Regions from separate parts of the Mus musculus genome. Here region 1 is linked to region 2. A link is a contact called in public promoter capture Hi-C data. All regions are on one chromosome and are shown on one strand. Each heading gives the region's core, a stretch centred on a gene start, on an enhancer-like site or on the middle of the called end of the contact. The rest is flanking DNA. Distances are from core to core; before and after follow the strand shown.

Region 1 (4,083 bases), core at 1,512-4,011, 1.1 Mb after region 2:
GGGGGGGAGGGAGAGGGAGAGAGATTGGTAGGGGTGTAGTTGTGCATGTAGAAGCCAGAGGACAACCTAGGTGTTCTTTCTCAGTCTGTGTCTCCTTTTATTTTGAAGCAGAGTTTAACACTGGCCTGGAGCTTGCTTACTATACTTGGCTAGCCCACCAAGCAGCCCTGGGAATCATTCTATCTCTATCTCACTGGGGTTGGGATTACAGGCTCAATCAGGTTGTTGTAATCATATAAACTTCATCGCCACCAGAAAATATGTCTCCTGTATTAGAGAAATGGTTACATTATTATTTGGGGACTGATTTTTCTTGGTCAAAGCAAGATGCTTTCTCTTCTGTTTGCCTAGTTAATTTACCTACTGTCATTCTTTATATTCTTTAAATATTTTATTTTTAGCAATGTAAATAATTCTTATAATATTTTGAAATTTTATAGTTGGAGGTGGAGAGGGAAGGAAAAATTGAGACCATATACAAGCAAACTGTGTGAATTCTGCCTTCATCTCTGATACCAGCTGTGCAGCTGTGGTTATTTGAAATAACAAACAACCTTACTTTTCACTCTAGTAAGAAAAATGACAGCACATGCCTGATGCAGTCCTGTATTGAAGAATAACACTTTACAACTTACAGTGTCTGTTACCTGGTGTTCAGTCAACACAGAAAGCCATGTTGCTGAATAATGAACAGCTTATGATTTAAGGCACATACATGCACACATATGTATATTTAGTGCATATGTATACTTAGTAAAGTTACCAAACAATATGGAATAGTTTTCATAATATTATACATGTTATTCCACATTAATATGGAGTATTCCATAATAATATGAAATAGTCTTCATAAGATACTATTGCCTATTCAATGCTAACTGAATCATAAAGACAAGTTATTACTATTTAAAAACATCTGTGGGCTAAAGTGAATTTTTCAAAACACAGTTTATAATACTGCAAAATTTGTACTTTAAATTTTGGATTTAGAAAGCCTGCCATAGGCTGTGGATTTGAAAATCCTTTCGGTATCTACCTCTACCTCCTTTTCTCCAAGGAAGATACATTGTCAGTATTTGGTATTTTGTCCTACTTGCAAGCTAACAACAAGCTTGCCAGTTTTCATACAAGTTGGCAGAGGCATGGATTCTTGGGTCAGAAACAAAGGGCTTCATTACTGAAAGTACAATAGAGGCCTGGGCAAAGCTCCCTTGGGCCAGTGGGAGAGTCCCTGAGAGCACTCAATTACGTAAGCACTGGGTTTGCTATCAAACTGAAGGAAGCCTGTGTTTAGGTAAGTTTAGTTTCTTTAAAAGAGCTGTTAGCAAAGGAGTACAAAGTTTGTTCTGGAGGGAAAATACCATCTTCGAAAGTGGACATGTAGACATGAAATGAATCTATGGAGATCTGATTCCCAGGGTACAGAAAGGCAATGCTTCAGAGAACCTGTTTTGATAAAAAGAAAGTACAGAAAAATTCTAATCTTAAATTTGGATTAGTGTCGCAATTACAGACAACACTTCCTAAGCACTTTGCATATGCAGTTTGTCAATTAGAATACAGCTTTGCATGGATTTCTTCTGCTAAGAGAATCACCTGCTACCTACTGAGTCACACTCTCATTTATTTTATCAAGCAGGTTTTTATTCTACTTCTCTTTGAATAGATCCCAATATTAGCTAAAGAAATAGCTACTGCTGCAGAAACTGCCACTTTCTCAATAGTAGGGTGGATACTAGCAACTTGCATCTTTCTGCCTCTTCTGATAAAATTGTTTCACAAGGTTCAACACGTTCTTCCGGCTGTAGTACAGCAGAGCGATTGTTAAATTACTCAGGGCTGCAAGGCTGATTTCCTCTGTCAATACTTAACAGTTGTTGATGGGCTTAGTTTTTAATATTAGCTCTTTTCTTTTTCATAAAGAAATCAAAATGGTATCCCTTTTGTTTATAAGTTAATTCCAAAGCTTCCCTCTTCTTCTGAATTCTAGACTTGGAGAAACAAAATTCAGGAATTTCAGAGAAAAGCAGGCTTGTCCTTCCTTTTTGCAAAATGATAAAAACCAAGATGTTCTCTTGATGTTTATAATCAGATATAATCATGTATTAATAGTTTTCTCAAAAGTTGAATCACTGGTAAAGTTACTAAATACTATGGAGGACACCATGTAAGCAATGTAAACAATATTCTAAAAAGCAGATGTATTTTTTGTTCAGTATTTGGGACATACAGATTTTAAAAATCTCTTCAAAAATCAAATTCAATAGATATCCTGTATTTTTATTTGCTATTTTTGGCAACTGTGGCCACCATTTATCTATAAAACTACAAATAGCCTTTCTCACATTAGGTATCAAGTGTGGCAGGCAATAGCTATGGTGGTCATGGTTTTGAAACTCTGATCCTGCATCCACACGACACAGAACCGTGAGTAACTACAAAGTTACAATTATCTGGTCCAAAGGAAATACGGATAGGCTACAAGAAGTCATCACCTGGTGGGTTTGGGGTTTCTACTGAGAAAAGTAACTCTAGGAGTTGATGGCCTGGAGAAGCTCTCCTTGGAGGGTGGGGAAATAACTGTGGAGGAGGCTTCTGGTAAGAACTCGAAAGAACCAGTAAGAGAGATGGACTGGAATCCAGGAGACAGGCTGCAGCCAATCACAGGTGAGATGGGCGGGGCTTGCTCTGGCAGGGGTGGGCCTGTGGTCGGGGGCGGGACTCCAGGCAGAGCCGGCTCACCGGAGCGGAGGTGCGCGGCACTGCGCTCGGACCTTCCGCACCTGTCGCACGCACTTGCGCTTTCCCCGCTCTAAGCCGCGCTGACGCTGACTTACTGGTGACGCGTTACTTTCGATCGCCTGGTCATGGCCTACCCGGGATACGGAGGGGCGGTAAGTCCTCGCGAGCTGTGGCGACCCCGCGGGCCGCATCACCATGCGGAGTTCACCCTGTGGCCCTGGCAGTGACCTCTGGTACCAGGCGACGCCGGGACACCGTAAGGTGCTAGAAGCTAGGGCTGGGCGGGGCCCTGCGCCCAGGGGAGAACCGCGAGCTGGAGTCTGGTCCAGAGCCTCAAGAAACGTCCTTGTCCAGGCGGTGGTGTGAAGTGTTTGTGCTTTCTAGATTTTGTTTATAGAGTGGAGGAGCAAAAGACCATGTCTTGTTCCATTTACCTTTTGTGATTTATCCCCAACTTAAGTAGTTTTTCTAGTTATCTTTTTACCACCATATCTTGTCTTTTAAGTTGCTTATGAAAAAAAAAATTGAGATGTACGTTCAGTGCCTCCTAAACTTTTCTTTTTCTATAGTACCAAGCGCGACCGGATTTTCTAGACTTTGCTTTTGGAGGGGTTCGGCTGTTCCCTCTTCTGTAACCTTAATCCTCAGTACCTCTGAGAGTTTCAAGTCATTATTGCAACCTGTGGGTAGACCCTTCCTCTTTCGAAAGAAGCTAAACTTTCACTCCCCTCATCAATGTTCTGCCCAGTGAGGCCGGCTATGTAGTGTGGCTGGGCAGTGGTCACTGCAGTGCTGGCAGAAGAGAGCAGATTTCCTAGGCCTGTTGCTATTTGTTGTTCCCTAAAAAGAGACATTAGTGTTTTGTTACAGATAGGTGTAGACATTGACATGTGATTATGGGCTTCAAAAAATAATCCCTACCCTTGGGAGTAAGTGATTAGCTTAAAAAGTAATTTTTCAGTTCTAGGCCTTCAGCTTCAATACACACTTTACTGAAACTGGTTTGCTTGTAGTTACTTGCTTGAATTCCAGCTAGCATTGTGCACTTTCAAATATATACTCCTCATTAGTCATTTAAATGGACTGAGAACGTCCTTAAGGTAATGTTATCAGTCCACCTTTTAATACTTGTTATATTTAGTTGTTATATTAAAAAAAAATAGAAAGTAGTTTTTGCTAGGAGATACACCTTTGTCTAATAAAGTATATATTTCACGGGATGCATTTCCAATAAATTTTCATTTGTTTAATGATTATTTATCAGAGATAGCTGAGGATGTAGCTTAGTTGGTAGAGTGTTTCCCCTGGGTTGGATCCTCAGAACCACATAAATTGGGCATG
Region 2 (4,389 bases), core at 1,071-3,570:
AATATTTTGTGTAATTTTCATATTCATTTACACAGCATTTATTTGTGCTATAATACAGCAGCTTTTGTGGGATGTAAATGCTTTTTTTTTTTAGGACTTTTAAGGTTTTTTTATTTTGTTTTACTTATTGTTGTTGTGGTGGTGTGGGTAATGCTCATCATGCTAGAGAGAACGTGTACAGATCAGAGGACAACCCTGTGGAACTGGTTCTGCCACTTCACTGGATCACCTTTTAGGTCTTTCAAGACATAGAATGTCACAGAGTTTGCAATGTTGACTGCAAAAAAACAACCAACTGGGGGCAGTACTTTAAATACTGATACCCAGGGTGACATATCTATCTGGATCATGTGACAAAGCTAAACTGACCCCTCATGTCCAGGAAAAAAAAAAAAAAAAAAAGAAGAGAGAGAGAAGAGAAAGAGACCTTTCTTTCAATCATACAATAAAGGTCTTAACAAGCTCTTTTAGGACACGCCCACACTGGCACTGACCCAAGTACCTCCCACTGGCCACACCTCCCAGGATTTCCCCCATTTTCTATTTGCACCATCCTGGGAACAAAGCGTCTTTTTAATACCTGGGCTTTGGCAGGGTGGAGTGTGGTGGGGAGACTCAGTACACATCATTCAAGATCCAAGCAGAGACTGAAAATCAGTACCAATCTCAAGCATACTGTGAATGTCATCCCATTAGTTCTCTGGGCAGTAAGCAGCACGCCATCCCAGAAGTCCACCTCCATGTCTGTTTGCCCATTCCCTCTTCCTTCTGCTACCCCAGGGTCCGCATTCATAGGCTCTAGTACATCTAAGGGATGACAAGCTTCTTTCCCGTCAGCTGAAGAAATGTCTGACGCTGGACAAAAAACAAAACAGTAACAATAACAAAAAACTCACATTTTTTTTTCCAGACTTTCTGGAACGTAAACCTCTCATCTCTGTCAAGTTGCCACAGACAGTTTTATCCAACGCAGGCTGCATAGATGAGCAGCCAACACAGTGTGAGGACCAAGAGTAGAAACAAGAGCCTGAATCTCTGTCAGGATTTATTTCTGCCATCTTTTAAGAGTTAGTGCTGCTTCCACTGGGCAGAGCTGAGCAGGGCTCATAGGGCCCTCCAGAGACTGAATCATGGGCCCCCCTCTGAGTACACATTACAGTTGTGTTCTTGTGGGACTCCAACCGTTGGGGTTATTTCTGACTCTTTTGCTTGTGCTTGGAACTCTTCGCTGATACTGGGTTGCCTTGTCCAGCCTTGACGTGAGACTTGTACCTAGTCTTATTATATTTTGTTTTGTTTTGTTTTGTTTTTTTCGAGACAGGGTTTCTCTGTGTAGTCCTGGCTGTCCTGGAACTCACTCTGTAGACCAGGCTGGCCTCAAACTCAGAAATCTACCTGCCTCTGCCTCCCAAGTGCTGGGATTAAAGGTGTACGCCACCACGCCCGGCTTATTATAATTTGTTATGCCGTGTTAGTTGATATCCCTGGGAGGCCTGCTCTTTGTTTTTGAAGGGAAACAGATGGGGAATGGATCTGGGGGAGAGAAAGGAGATGGGGGGAGGGCGGGAGGGGGAGGCACTTAGTTGTTAAGACCATTTGGTGCTTTTCTGCAAGACTGGAGTTTGATTCCCAGCATCCATGTCAAGTTGATGGTTCACAATGCCTTTTCTGGACATGGCCATGCACACACATGCGCACGCGAATGCACAAACACACAAATAAATATAAAATCTAAACACAGAAGGAAATAACTTGATAGAGAAGGCAAAACTATGTTTTAACTATGGTTTAAAATCAGCATCAATGACTGTTTTTAAAAAGGCTTTTCAATTCAAAAACTTGACTTGCAGATTGGTGACTAGTAGGCTCGCTGTGACAACGGAGACAGAGTGCTTCCTGTTGAGTGGACACAGTGGAACAAAGCCCATGGGCAAGTAAAGGCAAGGCAGTAAGAACAGAATTCACACAAGGGAGAAGCAAGAATAGGGCCCAGACTGTCCACTCAGGCTTGAGAACAGACCACTGAATTCCACAGTAAAATAGAAATAGTTCGAGAACACGGGTTATTAAAGTGTGGGAAACCTGCCAAAATCAGCAACACGAGATCAGATTTAGGTCATTATAAAAATGATGATCACAAAAGACCAGACGCAGGGGTTTTTGAATTAAGCAAAACCCCTTGTGTTGGACTTTCACTGGAGAGGAACCATAGTGACTTTAAATATACCTTTTGTAGGTCTTCTCTGTCCACCTTAGCCTACAAAAGCATTTTCATTTCGCAGTTCCGTTTCCCAGCCTGTGGGAACCACCCTGAGAGAATTACAAAAGTCTCAGGGCCTACACACCAAACTGGTCCAACCACTTGGGCTGAAGTAACTCCTTAAGAAAACATGTCCGTGCACCAAACGATCTTCTTCCATTTGTATGCATGGCTAGATTATGAATAGATGACTGAAGCATAAAGCAATACTAGCAAGATTTTTCTTACATTACGATGAGAGGCAACCTATTTCAAATATCATATGATTTGGGGGAGTATCAGACTTTTGGAACTGTACCTGAAAAAAAAATTACAGTTAATGTTTGTTTCTCCAACTTTAACTAATATAGCTAATTCACCTAAATAAGTGCTGTTGTTGAATGCTGGCATACCAGGATAAAGAGAAAAACTCAAGGGTGCCAGATACACATGTACTGTCCTTTTGCTCAAAGACCATCCTCTGCTGTTTGCTTTTCAAAGGGCTTGGGGTGGGGCTGAAACATTGAAATGCTTCTCCTTTGCAGTATGGGCAGCTACAGAGGCATAGAAATGAAACACAGCTTTTCTTTCTTTCTTCTCTTTTCCATTTGCTTCCTTTTCCTATCTTGTGGCTGGTGCCTGGACATTTGCCCCAAGCTGTAGTGTCTATGTATGGGAGGCTTCTAGGGAAACTTCAATACTATACCTGCTGACTGCTTCCCAATGAACCCCACAGGTACCCCTAAAGTTGACTTACCTGGCTCAGTCCCTCTCCACTTGGGAAGCAATCACTGCTGACCCAACGACATGTAGACCATTTTTGGTATGAAGGACCAAGAGCACTTCCTGCAGGTCTCTCCCCTCATTTGTTCCTTATTTGGATGCTCTTTTAGAGACCTGGGGTATTCTCATAAATTATTTTTGCTAACTCTTAGTAGAATACCACATCGAATAATTTGCCATACTAAAATGTCCTTCTCAAATTACCATATGGTTTCTGTCTCCTAGTTGGACACTGACTAATGTCAAGGGATGAAGGAGACCTTTATGCTAGAAGAACAAACTTTTAAATGATTACCTAAACCCGTGTGTGTGCGTGTGTGTGTGTGTGTATACATATATATATGCATATATATAGATATATCAGACATAATTTGACTCTCTGCCAGTTATCTATTTGAAGAGACTTGACTATAATAAAGGAAACAAAAATGAGCTATAAAGTTTAGAAAGACCATCATATTAAATCTTCAACCCAAAGAAAAACAAAAGTCTGAAGCAAACTAAAGCTTCAAGTCTGAGAGCTTTAATCAGCTACAGGATGTCAGTATTATTGTACCCTAATATCTTCTGGAGCCATCATTTTGCTGACTGGGCAGCAAGGCTAAGGGATCTTCCTGTCTCCAAATGACAGCACCATCTTCCTTTAAATATTTACTATTTTTAGTAATACTATTACTATTTGTATGTGGAGTGTGTGGTGTGGTGTTGGGTGTGTGAGTGGGGGGGGGGGTTGTGTGTGTGTGTGTGTGTGTGTGTTCATGTGTATATGAGGTTCCTAGCGTCTTTAGATTACAGAGTCACAAATGGTCAAACACTTTGGAGCTCAGATCTTTAATGCCCTACAAATCTGTCAGTACCATCAGTCAGCTTGATATTGAGAAAATCAATTCATCTCTTCATGTTTGTTTCCTCTTTGAGGTAAATGAATACAGCCAGGTTCAGCCAGAGAAGTAGCATACCCCATACATAATTACTCTGTCCATTTAGCTCTACTTGAGTCTTTCCCCTGGTAACAGTAACTTGTGATTATCTCAGATCAGGTACCTTACTAAATACAATCAAATTTAAAAGAGACCTAACTGATAAATTAAAGTACCCTGAAGTCACTCTGCAAGCTTCAGCTAGTTAGTCCTCCCAGCAGCGTCAGGGCATCAAACTAAACCGTTTTCCATGGTCAGCTCTCACACTTGAGTCTGACTTGTTTTATTAAAGTCCTCAAAGCACCCAGAGCCATGGTTTTCCTGTCTTGGCAGCTTTTCTCTACATCTTATTTCTCTCTTACTGCTGTTGTGCCTTAAAGATTACAAATAGGCTAGTGTATGTGTGTGTGTGTGTGTGTGTGTGTGTGTGTGTGTGTGTGTGTGTGT

Evidence for each region. Promoter capture Hi-C pulls out the DNA fragments that hold promoters and counts their contacts.
Region 1: a promoter capture Hi-C map of the C10 cell line shows a contact between it and region 2, with 4 times the contacts expected there. The contact joins the promoter of Gca here to the enhancer-like site in region 2. A contact is called at or near these places in 6 of 39 promoter capture datasets (the C10 cell line, hippocampal neurons, liver and 2 more), 1 of 484 Hi-C or Micro-C datasets (rod photoreceptor) and 2 of 9 other capture datasets (adipose tissue and embryonic stem cells).

Annotation. Positions count from the first base shown.
Region 1 is chr2:62,661,566-62,665,648 of GRCm38.p6, forward strand. It overlaps Gca (grancalcin), which reads left to right and starts at 2,762. Exons shown (of 8, transcript NM_145523.3): 1 at 2,762-2,894. The coding sequence starts at 2,868.
Region 2 is chr2:61,567,036-61,571,424 of GRCm38.p6, forward strand. No RefSeq gene overlaps it. Among named protein-coding and RNA genes, the nearest start is that of Tank, 24 kb to the right of the region's middle. Within about 2 kb of position 2,321, at least 5 of the 459 cell types and tissues checked have an H3K27ac peak or open chromatin away from gene starts, as enhancers often do.